Regions from separate parts of the Mus musculus genome. Here regions 2 and 3 are each linked to region 1. Evidence: chromatin contacts called from public Hi-C and HiChIP or PLAC-seq data. All regions are on one chromosome and are shown on one strand. The core of a region is the stretch at or near the end of the contact, and the rest is flanking DNA. Distances in the headings are between cores, read along the strand shown. Region 1 holds the start of B930095G15Rik (RIKEN cDNA B930095G15 gene). Region 2 overlaps Ipo5 (importin 5). Region 3 overlaps Ipo5 (importin 5).

Evidence for each region. A called contact is a pair of places that touch in the nucleus more often than the background predicts. HiChIP or PLAC-seq counts read pairs in DNA pulled down with a chosen protein or histone mark.
Region 2: an H3K27ac HiChIP or PLAC-seq map of the NIH/3T3 cell line shows a contact between it and region 1, with 4 times the contacts expected there. The contact joins the enhancer-like site here to the promoter of B930095G15Rik in region 1. A contact is called at or near these places in 4 of 39 promoter capture datasets (the 3T3-L1 cell line, frontonasal cranial neural crest, hippocampal neurons and 1 more), 1 of 484 Hi-C or Micro-C datasets (nephron progenitors), 8 of 115 datasets of contacts at active chromatin or transcription factors (the NIH/3T3 cell line, craniofacial prominence, embryonic basal ganglia and 5 more) and 2 of 9 other capture datasets (embryonic stem cells and liver).
Region 3: a Hi-C map of cortical neurons shows a contact between it and region 1, with 2.5 times the contacts expected there. The contact joins the enhancer-like site here to the promoter of B930095G15Rik in region 1. A contact is called at or near these places in 1 of 39 promoter capture datasets (the 3T3-L1 cell line), 1 of 15 datasets of contacts at CTCF or cohesin (the NIH/3T3 cell line), 1 of 484 Hi-C or Micro-C datasets (cortical neurons), 3 of 115 datasets of contacts at active chromatin or transcription factors (the NIH/3T3 cell line, astrocytes and cardiomyocytes) and 2 of 9 other capture datasets (adipose tissue and pancreatic islet).

The regions. Positions count from the first base shown.
Region 1 is chr14:121,245,755-121,250,618 of GRCm38.p6, reverse strand. It overlaps B930095G15Rik (RIKEN cDNA B930095G15 gene), which reads right to left and starts at 1,913. Exons shown (of 1, transcript NR_155502.1): 1 at 1-1,913. The region is part of intron 13 of Farp1 (FERM, RhoGEF (Arhgef) and pleckstrin domain protein 1 (chondrocyte-derived)); the gene reads right to left.
Region 2 is chr14:120,923,284-120,928,147 of GRCm38.p6, reverse strand. Ipo5 (importin 5) reads right to left here. Exons shown (of 26, transcript NM_023579.4): 6 at 4,563-4,667; 7 at 1,825-1,947; 8 at 1,615-1,735. Among named protein-coding and RNA genes, the nearest start is that of Ipo5, 15 kb to the right of the region's middle. Within about 2 kb of position 1,922, at least 27 of the 459 cell types and tissues checked have an H3K27ac peak or open chromatin away from gene starts, as enhancers often do. A contact at or near this core is called in the NIH/3T3 cell line, where this site is marked.
Region 3 is chr14:120,944,389-120,949,252 of GRCm38.p6, reverse strand. It overlaps Ipo5 (importin 5), which reads right to left. Exons shown (of 26, transcript NM_023579.4): 24 at 4,692-4,864; 25 at 3,035-3,176; 26 at 1,207-2,534. The coding sequence ends at 2,448. Among named protein-coding and RNA genes, the nearest start is that of Ipo5, 36 kb to the right of the region's middle. Within about 2 kb of position 1,897, at least 24 of the 459 cell types and tissues checked have an H3K27ac peak or open chromatin away from gene starts, as enhancers often do. A contact at or near this core is called in cortical neurons, where this site is marked.

The DNA.
Region 1 (4,864 bases), core at 664-3,163:
GGCAGAAGTGAAAGCAGGGCGCATCTGAGGAGCACACATTGTGGGTGCCCACCCAGGGGACAAAGAGCTTGTCTGATGGAGATGCTACGCCCCACTCCCTCCCACCAAAGCCAATCAGCATCAGGTGTTTCACTCCCACTGGGAATAGCAAAGCCCAGCCTGTGGACGGCTGGCTGTGTGAGCTCCCAACGTAAGCTGCTGTCTCAGATGCGCTCTGTTCCACCTACATCTGCCCCCCTTTAAAGTGAACTTGCTCTCCTCCAAGGGCTTGCCCCACCCCATAGCACCTTATACGGTGCAGGGCCTTGAGAGAAGATGAGGCCACAAAAGCCAAGTGTACACTTCTCCCGGCGCCTGGGTGGCCATGATTCGGTCTGTCAAAGTGCCGCTGGGTGAGCGACTGCTGTGTTCTACAAAGGGTATTCCAGGTACAAATTGGTATTTAGGCAAGGTTTTGGGTTGAAAAGACATCAAACAGCGTTCCAACAGTGCAGGGGACAGAAGGTATGCCATGCTCCAAGGATCAAGACAGAATGTTCAAAACAGAGCGTCTTCTCCCAGGTAGGTACATGCTGACAAAACGGTATACAGTGGAACAATGGAAAGAATGTTTCTTAAATTTATTAAACAAATGACAGAAATGAGAATGAAGTCCCCAGCCTTTTCTACTTGAGAATTAATTCAGTGCATCAGAAAATTTTAATACAACACATTATTACCTCAAGGATTAAATGCACACACAGAGAGAACAGGAGGAAATTGTGTTAAAAACATGGGCTGGGCTGGTGAGATTCGGTTAGTGAGGTTTGCAGCAATTTTCCAAGGCAGGAAGAGGTGAGAGCAAGGGGTTGATGACCCTTCAAGCCCTCTAGATGCTCCTGGAGAGAGCGGGCATTCTTGGTAACTGAAGAGCTAAGTGTGGTCTTTCTGTAGCATTGCAGGCAGAGGGTCAAGGTCTTGCTTCTCACACTGGAAGCCAGGGGAAAGGGAGCTGGGGGTGCAGCTGCGTGAGACAGACGCTCATCACCAGGGATGACAGACCGGCCAGAACCCTGCATGCCCCATTCCCACCTCCAGACTCTGTAAGGGCCTTTGTCTTCTGCCATTTCCCACCACTGTTGAATATTCTGAACCAGCCCAGGGGGCTGCAGTGCTGCCTGGCACCAGTGCACACAGGCGCAGCACCAACCTTTGCTTTGCTGACGTGACCTTTCGAACTCTATCCCAACCACTATAGGGGCAGGTTTTCCATACCAACAACTGTCATCTGGAGACATCGCAGAGCAGCTAACCTGGCCCAGAGTCCTTAGGAAGAAGGACAGGTGCTGCCTTGCATGCGAAGCTGCCATCTAATACCAGAGCCACAAACATGCAGGGGAGCCCCCTTCCGGGCTGTGCCCAGTGGCCATCATGGGCTCAACAGAGTCACCCAAGAAAACCTCAATGGAGAACCAAGCAAAGCCAAGGCTGTGTGGAGAGCTCTCTCTCTCTCTCTCTCTCTCTCTCTCTCTCTCTCTCTCTGAGAGTTTTAAGCGCTTCCCTAGCTTCTTTCTGGTCGGGCATTCCATTGTTTTCTTGGAGAGCAACACGTCTCTGGGTGAGAGGTTTCTGAGAGTGCTACGCTCTTCACTTCATGAAGACCTTTTTCCAACAGACCTACCCCTTTCCTTGTCCCTGCCACAGCCGGTTAACATAAACCCACACTTTCAACTCTGCTCCCAGGAGACATACTCGGAAGTATGTATCTAGGCTACTAAAAGGGAGAACCACACAGCTTTCTGTCCAATTGGTGGCAACCAGACCACGTGGATCTTTGATTTAAGCTGACTCCACATCTGAATCATTATGGAATTTTTTTTTAAATGCTTTTCATTAGTACCTCTTTCGTAAAAAAAAAAAAAAAAAAAAAAAAAATGATATTAAGAGGCATGCTAATTTTGGCCTGAATGCCAGGCCTTTGTGTTAACACCCAGTACCTGGTGCCTCCAGTGAGTTCATTTCCTGTTTTAAGTTTCAGCTCATCACATGGGAAAGGGGTGGATTAAACCAAAGGAAAAAGCAGTGCCAATCAGTTCTTTGGCCCCACCCCCTTTTAAAATCTTGTTCCCAACACAGGCTTTCCCTCCTGTGTGTTTGTTTGGCCAGCATGAAGCTACAGTCTGTTCCTTGCGTTTAAAGAAACTCTTGCACTTCATTGCAGAATTCAGCGACAGCAGAACAGACCTGAGCCGTGCAATGTGATGGAGGGAAACCTTGGAGGAACACGGAGGAGCAATGGGTTCGGATGGGAGAGAGGAGCAGGAAACAGCTTGCCATGGGAGTTATAACCACAGTGGCTATGGAAATTCTAGCTAAACCCACGTAAAGGGCTCAGGCAAAGCCAAGCGATCAAGACAGAGGCACACAGAGTCAAACCAAGCCTGACTGACTAACTGCAGGCTGGGTCCACCTGTACCTCTGAGGCTCATTCAATAAGGGCTGCGCCTGTGGCAAGCACAGCGCTGCTCAGAGAGGGCAGAAAGCACTGTACGGGGAGAAAGCAGACTGAACTCCTGTGGTCAGGGACTCTAGATAAAAAGGGAAAAAGGGGACAAAACGAACCTCTAAGCACATTTACCATCAATTCACCAATGTTAAAAATGTTTCCTATCTGAATTTTAATCCTCCTTTTACAAAAAGCTTGGCAACGTACAACCAGGGAGACTTCTGAGGTCAACTCCCCCCAACTCCCCCCCCCCCCCCAAGACTCAGCAGGCCAGGGGCTGACTCTGCATCTAGGTTCTTCAGGCCTGGACTTTTTTTTTTTTTTTTTTCATTACTTGGTTTAAATCTTCAAAGATGTTCTTGAGGAGAAAAAAGTCTTACTACTCAGATTTTAAGCGCAGGGCCAAAGAGCGGGGGTGGGGTGGGTGGGGAGGGGGATGGCCGTGTAAGAAATTCCTGAATATGAATCACACATATAAGAAAGAATCTGGCCCAAAAGCTTCCTCTAATTAAATGCCTATCTAATAAAATACCATCGATGGCATCCAGATGACTGTTTCAGGGGCTGAGGCCGTTCACATTGGGCTCTGGAACTCATTAAGTGCATTTCTTCACGCTAAAGGAATTTCATGCCTTTTCAGTTTGCTCTTAACAAGGATCCACATGGGGAACCACTAGATATATTTCAAAATAAAATCTAACATAACATCACAATGTAAGGGGTCCTAGAGCATCCGCGAGGAGCTTTAAACTCTGAGTTTCTCTGTCTCCCACCCTTGGCCGTGAGATACTGTTTGCAGAGCAGCAGCGAGTAGGCAAGGCTCAAAGGCCCAGGCTCCTTCAGTCCAGAGGCCCGAAGCATGTATGCTGCAGTGGATAGACTGAGGTCTCAGGAAGCCCTCTGGTCTCTGCTTTGCGTTTTTGACAGCCAACTGTGACACTGGCCTTCCTCACCTCAGTTCAACGTCACACAAATATAGGTCCTTTCTAAGTCCCAGATGGAGACTGTGGGCTTTGGAAGCCTTGGAGCCTGAGGTCACAAGGTCAGAGAATGGGGAGTTCTGGGAAGGCTTGGTGCTTTCTGAGCTTTGCATAGGGACATCGGGGACAATTTGTCACCTCAGCAACCCTGCTACACTCGGCTCACTGCAGGCACGCACGTTCTCTGACTAACTTCTGAAATCTTCTAGAGCAGAGGATAAGCCCCTGTAAGGACAGTTAGTGACTACTCTCAGATGACGGGATGTTGGATTTCGGAACAAACCTGCCCCCAATTCTTTTAGGCACTATTAATTTGCTGGGACTGTTGCTTTCTTAAATACTAGCTAAGAAGCGGAAGATAAATTGGCTTTGCTGGCACAGAACCAATCAGGAGAAAACTGTGCTACAATACAAGGGGAAAGAGGTAACAGGTTCCCAGGCACAGGGGATGGGCAATCACATTACAAGGCTAAAAGAGCTCATTCCTATTTAGTTATCAGACTTCTGTGTAAGCAGAAATAAGGAAAAGTCCCTTAAACAGACCAGGATCACAATTAAAACAACCAAGCTCCGCTCCGCTCAACTCCCACCTGACCAAGCTTTCCTACGGCAAACTGGCAGCCTCTCCTAAGACCAGACAGCAGATTCAGAAACATGTTAAAACTGCAAACACCCCCACAGAATGAAGAACAGCTATTTGCTTCTAATTGTCTTTATCATCCAGGATTTTCACATCTAATTCTAGTTAGAAATGCAGGCAAGTATCTCCAGAATTAAAACGTGGAGCCTAAAGGTCCCACGTGAGGAAAGGGTTGAAGTCAGGCGGCTGGGGGGCTGGGCGCAGCTTTGTGGCACTAGCCAAGTCACTGAACTAACGCCACAGGAATGAGCTCGCTCACTCAAAGTGGAGGCTTGGTAGGTGACTGCTGACGCCTCTGTAGAGCTTAAAAGTCACCTAAGGCAAGGTGTGAGTGGACTGCTTCAGTGAACAACTGCCAACCGCTATCCAGTCAGTGTGATCCACCAATCACCCATTGAATCAGCTGACCAAGAATAGCCGAACACACTTGCATAAATACGGGTGAGGTCTCTCAACATTTAAAACGTGGCCTCTCAACATTCCTGCTGACAAGATTCTCAGAGATCCATAAGCTAAGCTCTGCCTCACTTCCTGAAGGAGCCCAGCTTCCCCACTGTGATACAGCCACAGAAGGCTCCTAAGGCCACCAGCGTGACAGCTCAGCAAGGATGCAGCATCTTTACAACTCTTTGCAAAGTTCTGTAGTTCAGAGCTAAAAATTTTGTTCTATGGTTAAAAAAGTATCAAAGACTGAAAAGTACAAATGGAGGCTTTTGTGTAATCCTCACACTCCAGCAACGGAGGTAGTGGCTTGGCTAA
Region 2 (4,864 bases), core at 673-3,172, 320 kb after region 1:
GACTTGAAAAGGCAATACAAAACACCAGCAGCTCCATGGTGGGACCTGAGTGCTTGCTGGTAGGTTTTGAATTCTGTAAAATCACTGCCCATGAACAACATGGGCTGCATGCATGCCCCAAATCTGCTTCTTCCTTGGTACCTTCAAACCTCTTAGCAACACATATTTTTTAACCACTGTTGTCTTTATTGAGTTACCAATGCTAAGCCGGAATCCTGTCTTACAAATCTCACTTCTAGAATACAAAACTTTGCTATATCCTTCTTTCTTAAGCGTATGGTTTAGCTGTTGAGACAGGGTCTCATGTAGCCCAGGTAAGCCTAAAATATACCTTGCTGGTTTGAACCTTGTCTTTTAGTAGATGATTTATTTAAAAAAATGTATTTTTAGTATTTGCAATTGCAGCAGTGTCTTTATCTCTGGCTTGTAACTAATGCTTTCCTATTTAGCTTCTACTTATAAAACCTATCTATATTTACTTGGATCTTTAATCAACCCCAAATTATTATTATTATTATTATTATTATTATTTTGTTTTTTTTAACATATCGCAGATGGGTCCGTGGAGTTTTTCTCCTGCACAAATAAACGGTTGTCTCAATACCTCTGATCACTGACTTCACAGGTCAGCTTTGCTTTCCCTGTGAACTGTCTGTTCTGATTCTCCTTATTTTGCTTTCTTAGCGCCTAGACCTGCACCAACACCCTGCTCCTTTGCCTGTAGGGCCAAGCTCTCCATGGTGCCCATCTAACCCATCCTGACCACTTAGGATCGTCCAACCTCACTGCAGCTGCAGACCAGGTCCATGTGAGCAGCTCCTATAGTCTGACTGCCATGGTGCTAGGATAGAGGCTGCGCTGAGAACTCCCTTTTACTTCTGTTGGTCTCTGACTGGTCTGACTGGGTCTCATCTGCTCACCTGCTATTTCTAACCATTTTTAGTGTTCTTATCGTTAGTAACCTTATGAAACTCTTAGATCTAATAAGTAACAAGTAAGTTTTCTTTGCTTCCAATCCTCAGCATGTTACTGCATGCTTTGTCTGGAAGTGGCAACAGACACACTAACAGTGGAGACCCTCCCCTTGTTCCTGTCTTTAAAGGTTTAAGTTCATCCCTCATTGTAGAAACTACAAAACTACAGTCTGCTGTGCATTCACTTTCTAAATCAAGCTCATAAAGAATGGGAAGGTTGGTCCCTAAGCTAAAGTATGTCCACAGCACAACAGTGACATGGGCCTCCTGAGCATACGCAGCCCTCCCTGTCAGGAGTGAGCAGAGTGGAGCGCACTGTGGTCCCGTCTGCACTGGGAGCCGCAGCCATGAACTCTCCTTTCTGTTTGCTGTCAGGTATCTATCTTCTCTTCATCAGTGTGTACTCATCAACTATGTACATGATTTAAGAATGGCAGTTTTAGTTCTAACACCAGGTTTCAGAGATCTGCAAAGTCCTAAAAGCAGATCCACAATACTGGGTTCAAACATGTACAGATTCCCAGATTCCCCTAACTCAACACATACTCATATTCTGAATAAGCTGAGAAACTACACAAATCCTAGCAAAGGTACTCAACAAGCTTGCAATCACAAAAGTCTTGGCAGAGTTTTGACTTACTCGTCTGTGCGATGAGACTGGTATGCTTTCTTAACATAGCAGCTGCAGTCTCTGACAGTGTCACAATCACTTCAAGGGCAAGCTGGCGCTGCATATTATTGAGGTTAGTGTCTCCACACAACTACAAAGACAAATTGGTATATGTTCAGTAGTTCAGACTACCGGAACATGACAAGAAGAAAAAAATCCTGATCGAGGGAGTTCACTTGCCTTCAGACTCAACTGCAGAGTTGCTTCTAAGTGAGGGCGCAAGTACTTTGGTACGGTGTCTGCAATCTCAACAAGGGATTTTAGGACCGAGTCATCATTCTGGTAGCATGAGTCATTGACAGCCTACAAATGAGAAACAGAAAACCAGTGTGCTCAAGACTCACCTTGTGATGCAGTGCTTTATTCCTAAGAAGCACTAAATACTTGCCCACTGCAATTAGGCAAGTACAAATGTGCTACCCGGAGTTAAGAGAATACCTTTCCTTTTGAGTGTAGAATGCACGCATGCACACACGCACCAAATACACCAAACACACTTAGGCCTGAGTCCTGGGAGAGGAAAACCCGAAACCACAATGAAAACAGCCTCCCAACTGTAAGAATGGCTTAATCACAACAAACCACTAGTTAGGGCGTGGAGACAGTGGACCTCTTCTAAACTGTTGAGAACATGTTAGTATAGCCACTATGAAAAACTGTATTGCACACATCGTATGTAATTTCTTCTAGGAGGCAGTTCTTGCTTACCATATGACTGAGGGCAAGAAAAGTCAAGGCTAGGAGACACTGGCTCTGGCTTATGAGGAAATCACAAGATTCTCTCATCATAGATCTCCCATGATCACAAATGCCAAGTAGTTCTAAAAATGGGAAATCACATGATCTGAGCCTAGAATCTAACAACTTATTTTTAGCTTTAGTTGTATCACAGGTTGAACCAATTACAACAAAAAAATTGAGTGGGAAACTGTATAGTGACAGTACCCAAACTTTTTTTGAGTCAAGGTCCACTGTGTTAACTCTGGTTGGCTGGAGCTCACCATGTACACAAGGCTGGCCTCAAAACTCAAGAGATCCAACTGCTTTCGCCTCCAAGTACTGCGACTAAGGAAGTGGGCCACCACACCCAGCCCAGTCTTTTTATCACTATTTCCTAAAGAATTATACAGCACTTGCCTCCTGTTAGGTATTAGAAGCCACACAATCACGTACATCAAAGTATACATGGTCATATATAAACTCAACACCATTTTACCATGAAGGACTTTGGTATGTGCAGTGTACTGCACACACTCCCACACATGTGGATTTTGTATGTCTAACAGTGTACTGCACACACACTCTCACACGTATAAACTTTGCATGTCTACAGTTACTGCACAGTGCCCTGAATACTCTCCCACATGTGTGGAAGCCAGAGGTTAACATCAGATGTCTTCCTCTCTATCACTCTCTACTGTGATTTCTCACTGACCCTGAAGCTTGCCCTTGAGCTCATGGCTATCCACTGAGCCCCCTGGACACACCTTGTCTCTGCCACTGTGGTCAGGAACTCTTACCAACAGTAAAAAGCAAGTGAGGCTTGACTTATCAATGCTCTATCTGTCCAGTTTTAGCTATGTGCACAGATCACAGACCATTCTGTCTGATAGTCTTCTAGGGTAGTTGTGCCTAAGCACTTGCTTGTAGAAAAGGAAGCTATTTATTGTACTGTATTTTTATTTCTTCATACTTTGTAACAGGCATATATACTGGCACTTAAGATATATACATACACAACTGAGTTGTGTTACCTATGTGATACCATTTTAGGATAACACATATTTGCCCAAAAACCCCCAGGTGTTTGGTGTTGGACAAGACTGGACCACTACAGTATGGAAACCAATCTTTGATCTGTGACTAAGGCAGGAGGCAGCCTTGGAGTATTAACTTGTTGGCGGGAACTAACACCGTGAAGAACAGCAGCAAGGCCTGTGGCCGAGCGGGCAGCACTCTGCGGTCCTGTCTGCACTCACTGTCAGCCCTCCACTCTGCAGGACTGTGCTCTCGGGCAAGCTTGTTCTTCCTACTCAGTTTCTCCTTGTACAAAAGGTGATAGAAATCTTATAGGCTATTTGGTAATTTAATAAGTAAGTGCTTATACAACCTCTCCAACATACAGATTTTGTAACTATTCTTTTAAGGGCTAAGAAAGCCTGTTAGGGTTGAGCTGTAGCTTAGCTGGTGTTCGCCCAGTATGCAGAAAGCCCTGTATTCCATTCTCAACACCTCATAAAACTGATGGAAAGTCTAGGACTTAGAAGGTAGAGTCGGGACGACGCTCAGCAGTCCAAAATCATCCTTGGCTAGTTAGCAAGCTACAGGCACACACAGGCTACACTTGATCTTCCTTTAAAAAGGAAAACCATAAAAATCCTAAAGATCAACCAAAAAACTGTCTTTTAATAGCACTCAGAAGAGGTTTGAGTCTGAGGTGCAGCTAGGCTATATAAGACCCTGTTGCAGCCAGGGAGTGGGGTTAGGGTGGGTATAGGGGGGTGGGAAGGCAGATCTTTGAGCTCCAGGACAGCCTAGTCAACAGAGTAACTCTAGGCCAGTCAGAGAAATCCTGTGTCTGAAAAACAGAACCGAACCGAACCACCACCACCACCACCACCACCACCACCACCACCACCACAATAGACCATGTCTCAATAAACAAAACAAAAACAACTTTCAGGGGTCCAGAGACCTGGCTCAGGGGTAAAGGCACCTGCAGTCTGAGCTTTATCCCTGTGTCTGAGAGGACGACAGAATGGATTTTTCCATTTGTCTTCGGACGTTCACAAATCAGGAGCCCTAGCAAGGGCAAGCTCAATGGGCACACATGTCTGTGCTCACTGATGAAGATGCAATACCCTCAAATCCAGCGTCAGGAAGGAGTGCTGTCTGTCTATTCAAAGGTGTGTTCTTACCTGTAAGAATCCAGGCAGCAAGTCTGCAAAGTGTTTGAACAGAGCGACATTATGCTCATTGGCAAGTATGAAGGCAGCAGTAGCTCTGGCAGACAGTGTCCTGATCTGCAAGGAAGGGAGGGAGGTCATGTCAAAAGGTTATGAAGACTCAGTCAATCTAGCATTTATATTTTAAGGTATAAAAGTCAAAATTTGGGGGTGGGGGGACCTGTAAGGATGGTGAAGAGGGTTGCAGCGTATGCTTGGTTCCAGCACCCACATAAAGGTAGAAGACCAACTCCTCAAAGTTGCCCTCTTCTTGT
Region 3 (4,864 bases), core at 648-3,147, 300 kb after region 1:
GGCAGCTCACAACTATCTAACTGCAGTTCCTGGGGATCGGATGCCCTCTTCTGGTTTCCTCAGGTACTGCACATACGGTATCCAGACGTACCTGGCAGGCCCTTAACACTCATGCCCTTAACAAAGCAAAGGCTGGTACAACCTAGGAAGCCAGGGCAGGGCTAACTGAGGGAAGATGTTTAGTGGGCTACTTGGCCTTTTCAATGACCTACTTGGCATTTAAACGAGAAACCTTCAAGATAACTAGACCACAAAATGTCTACCAAACTACATGTGTGTACATGCCATTTATTAGGAGACCAGCGGCATCAAGAGTTATTTTTTTTACTTATGGATACTTGCTAAGTCAAGCTACAACCTGAATTGTGATAAAAGTGCTTCACATTACAGAGTCACAGTTACCACTATGACAGTTTTATTTCTAATTTATAGCATTAAAAAATATTCAAAATTGAGTTGGGCTGAGTATGTATTGTTACAAAATCCCCAGAAAAGATGGAGCCTTAGTTTTCTCTCCAGAAAGCTCAGATTCATAAAATTTATCACTTACTGACATGCAAGGCCAGTTAACATTTTCATCTTGCACGGACAGAATGAGATATCCCAGGTGTGTCCCCAAACAACGTAAAGACTGTCACACAGTTGCCTCTGGCACCTGCTTCTTCCCCACCAAAATTCACTGCCAATTCTTCCTCTTGCCAAACTGCATCAAACCGCCAGTATCCTGCTGTGGATCCCACTAGTCACTGACAGGGAGGTATTTGTCCTCACAAGTACTTAGTGCAGTGCGTACACTTAGCTCCCCACAAATCCCAGTATCTCCTAACCACACCACTCACTACCTTACCTTGGCAGGTAGGCTGTGTTTATCACGTGCTTCTTTTCAGCAAATGCAACAGTAATTTAAACAAAAGCCAAACTTACGTTGCTCCAGGCACTGGGCAACAGTACAATGCCCCACCTCAGACTGGAGCACAGAGGGTTTGCAGCACTGGTACGGGAACAGAGCACTAAGCCCCTCCAAACATCACCACACCCCTTCTCCAAGAGGCCAAGCACCTGACATTCTGGAAGCACTGCCCGATGGGATGCTCAAGCCACACGCTCAGCATATTTCCTGCAGACCTGAACCATGCAGAGCTGGAGGCTGAGTGCGCAGTCCAAGGGCACATGCCAATCAGAGCCATCTGAATAAAATCCATTTCATTTTCAATTTCATTCCAAATTTTGTTTTAATGAAGTAATGCAAATCATTTAAAGAAAAAATTTTTTAATTTTAAATTCTGATTTATGCATAAAACTCATTTTTGTATCACAGTTAAATTTAGTACAAACTATGAAAACGTTAACACCAAGGTTTCAACAGAAATCTATTAAGATCCCTTAGAAAATTACTTAAAGGAAACAACAGCTCATCAGTTACTGCTCTGAGGTTAATACATAAAGAAAATTTCACACATTTTACTGAAATTTTCAGTAAATAAGTTTAGCCATAATACTTGTAAAATTAAAAAAATTCAAAAGCTGCGTGTGTCTCTAAAGCAATTACAATCTGCAATGGAAATCCTAAGCCAAAACGTTTGGATCTACAGAACAACCCTAAGCTTTAAAAAAGCCGGTTGAATGTGCAAACCTTCAGAATACCAATTGTGAACAGAGTAGCTGTGTTATAACTGCGCTTTCCAAGACAGGAGACACACTTCCAAGGCTGCACTGCAGAGCGTGGAGGTAAAACACTGAGCCAGAACTATCACCTTAAAAAAATATCAGATCACTCTTCTATTAAAACATGAAAGGAATCAACGACAGACAGTACTGAAGTTCTACACAGGCCTCTTTGTATTTCAATGCTGTTTATTGAGGAGTGAATGAGACGACTGCCAGACATGCCAACGACACTTCACATTCAAGGGCCGGGAGGGAGTGGGACAGCCTCCACACCGAGTCACTGCATGAGCCTTCTTGCAAAGAACCAGCGTGACATCAAGTGACAGCCCTTTGCTTCTGGCTTGTCAGCAGCTGGTTGGCTTCTTTCCATCCCCCCAGACTCTCACTCCATTTACAGAATAAACACTAGGTTGTCCCCCAGTCTGTGTAACACACATCTATGTGGATGAACTGATCTGAAAGCTGCGTTCCTTACGTTTCTGCAGGTCTATGAGAAAAAAGGAATCGTTTCCTCTTTCCCTTCTTGTGGGTCAGACACAGCAATAGAAAAATACTCTGCAGTGCTACCATCAGGCTTACAGGGACCTCCTCTGCGGGTTTGATGAGATCCATGGCAGTCCACCCTGCACACAGGGTTACTTTTCCTGTGCACGGCTCCAGAAGAACGGCCTACACACAACACTACTGCTCTCTTGCTCAAAAACAAAACAAAGAAACCTAAACAAAAGGGTAAACGTTTATTTGGAGTTAGTCTTCTGGCAGGTGGTAGTTAAGGCCCTTCAGGCAGAGTTCAGGAGCTCCTGGATGGCTGCCTGCTGCTCCGGACTGAGTTGAGCTATGCATTCAGTCCACAATCCTCCAGAAGTCTAGGGGGAAATGCACATGTTTGGTCATAGTGATCTCTTCAAGTACTAAACACACACGACTGTAACAATGCCCAAACAAACGCTCTATACCTTAATTTGACGACTATTGTAAAACCAATAAATCTGACCTTTTTTTCAGAGTGCATTCCTCTACCTCAATAAAACTGGCCCGGCAGCCGGTACCTTAAAGCAGCCTATGTCCTACCCTCAAGTCACTAAATGAGTCGTCCGTAATTGCTTTGTTCTGACATCATTAAACTGCATCTCGTTTCCTTCTGATATTCTGAAATTAATGATCATATGCTAAGTACCCACTGAAGGACTTAAGCTCAATGGAAAGATTTTATGTTATTAACCCATTTTGAAGCTTGCCAATAGAAATATGAAATTTCTGCAGCTTATTAAATGTTAATTCTTAATATAGTTTAAGGACAATAGACCCCCAACTAATGCCTAGGATATTTTATCTGCCCTTTTCCAGTTCAACCAGACCAGCTTACCTGTACTTGGCGAACTACATTGGCCAGGCGTTTGGCACAGGGGTCTTCATGTTTAATGGCCTCATGCATTTCTCCTTCTGCAATTATACTGAATATTTTCGGTAGATTGGTATTGTTTGGGCCAAGAACAATTGGGTGATTACTGAAGAGAGAAAACCAAACATCTTTATAAATAAAATCTGTTAAGAGGAATCACTCATGACAACACTTCCCTGTGTTCTTTGGTACACAACAGCTATAAGTTCATTAAAAGCAAATGTCCGGGGCTGGAGAGATGGCTTAGTGGGTAAGAGCACCCGACTGCTCTTCCGAAGGTCTGGAGTTCAAATCCCAGCAACCACATGGTGGCTCACAACCATCTGTATTGGGATCCAATGACCTCTTCTAGTGTGTCTGAAGACAGCTACAGTGTACTCACATATATAAAATAAATAAATCCTTTTTAAAAAGAGCAAATGTCCTTTTGGACATTAAGAAGCAAGCCAGCTGGTTTTATGCAGTAGGCCTGCAGTTCCTTCTTATGTAACTCAGGAAAAAAAGACAGGCTCAGTTTTCAGAACTTTTTTTTAAGGACCAAACAAAAGAATTAAGTGCTTTGTATTACTCTGCACTGTGTCAAAAACAAAACAAACAACAATTCTCAAGACAGTGTTGTCTCAAAGTCTATCAACTCAGCAAGCATGACGTGGAAGGAGGAGGAGTGCCAAGTTCGAGGCCAGCCAGGGCAGCTTACTGAGACCCTGCTCAAGAGGAAAAAGAGGGCTCAGCCACACAGCATTTGCTGTAGCCACGTGAGACCTCTGGCGCTGGCCAAGCACACAGCACACATACGTCATAACACTGCCTTATAACGTTTGATAGACCAGATGCTCTCAAAGAGTAAACGTCAGGCAGGCTTAATGGAAAGACACATAAATTTGAGTAGAAGTCACTGACACAGGTCACTTCCAAGGAGAGATCAAATAGCCTAGGAGTGCTATTTCAGATGCAGGCAAGGACAGTGTACTCTGAGGGTGGCTATCACATTCCTTAGAATCTCATGGGTCATATACACACAGTATTTATGAACCTGAATCCAATAGGCATGAAGGAATGAATATGCTACCCCCAAACCAAAATCCAAAATTCAGGAATTCTACTGGATACCTGAACCAACAAACTAAACCCAGTAACTAACAGTGAAAGAGCCAGAACTAGAGGGCAGAAAGACACCAAAGCAATCATACAACGTAGTAGTTTCTAAGGCCACTATGCTGTTGCAGGGGTTGAAAACTGAATGAGCGATACCACACATGAGGCCGGATCACAATGCTGCCTGGTGGACCTCATTTCTTTTAGACAGGATCTTTCTACACTGAACTTGTCCCGAGATTTCAGTATGCCTTACCATACACCTCGCCCCCCACTGACCTGATCTACAGCAAATGTAGTGGGCAACTGAATAGCTGAGGGTAGCTTTCATGAAACAATATTAGCTAACACAATTACAAAGAGAACAACTTCAAGTTACATCATCTTTATCCAACCGTTAAAGCTTGACAGGGTTACAAGGTAACAGGTCAGGGTGGTTACCACACACACACACACACACACACACACACACTCACTCTCTCTCTCATGCTGCTGGTCACGAGTGAGGAAAGAAGGTGGCCTGTACCTTTCAATCAGGTCGCACAGGTAACTGAAGGTCTGGACAGCTTCTTCTTTATCTTCGTGTAGGGGCAGCCATGACAGCCAGTGTGGTAAGACCTCCTCCACATTCACACAGTCGGGCTTGAACTTCATGATCTTTCCCACTGCTGAGATGCAGTTCTCCGTGGCGTTGACATT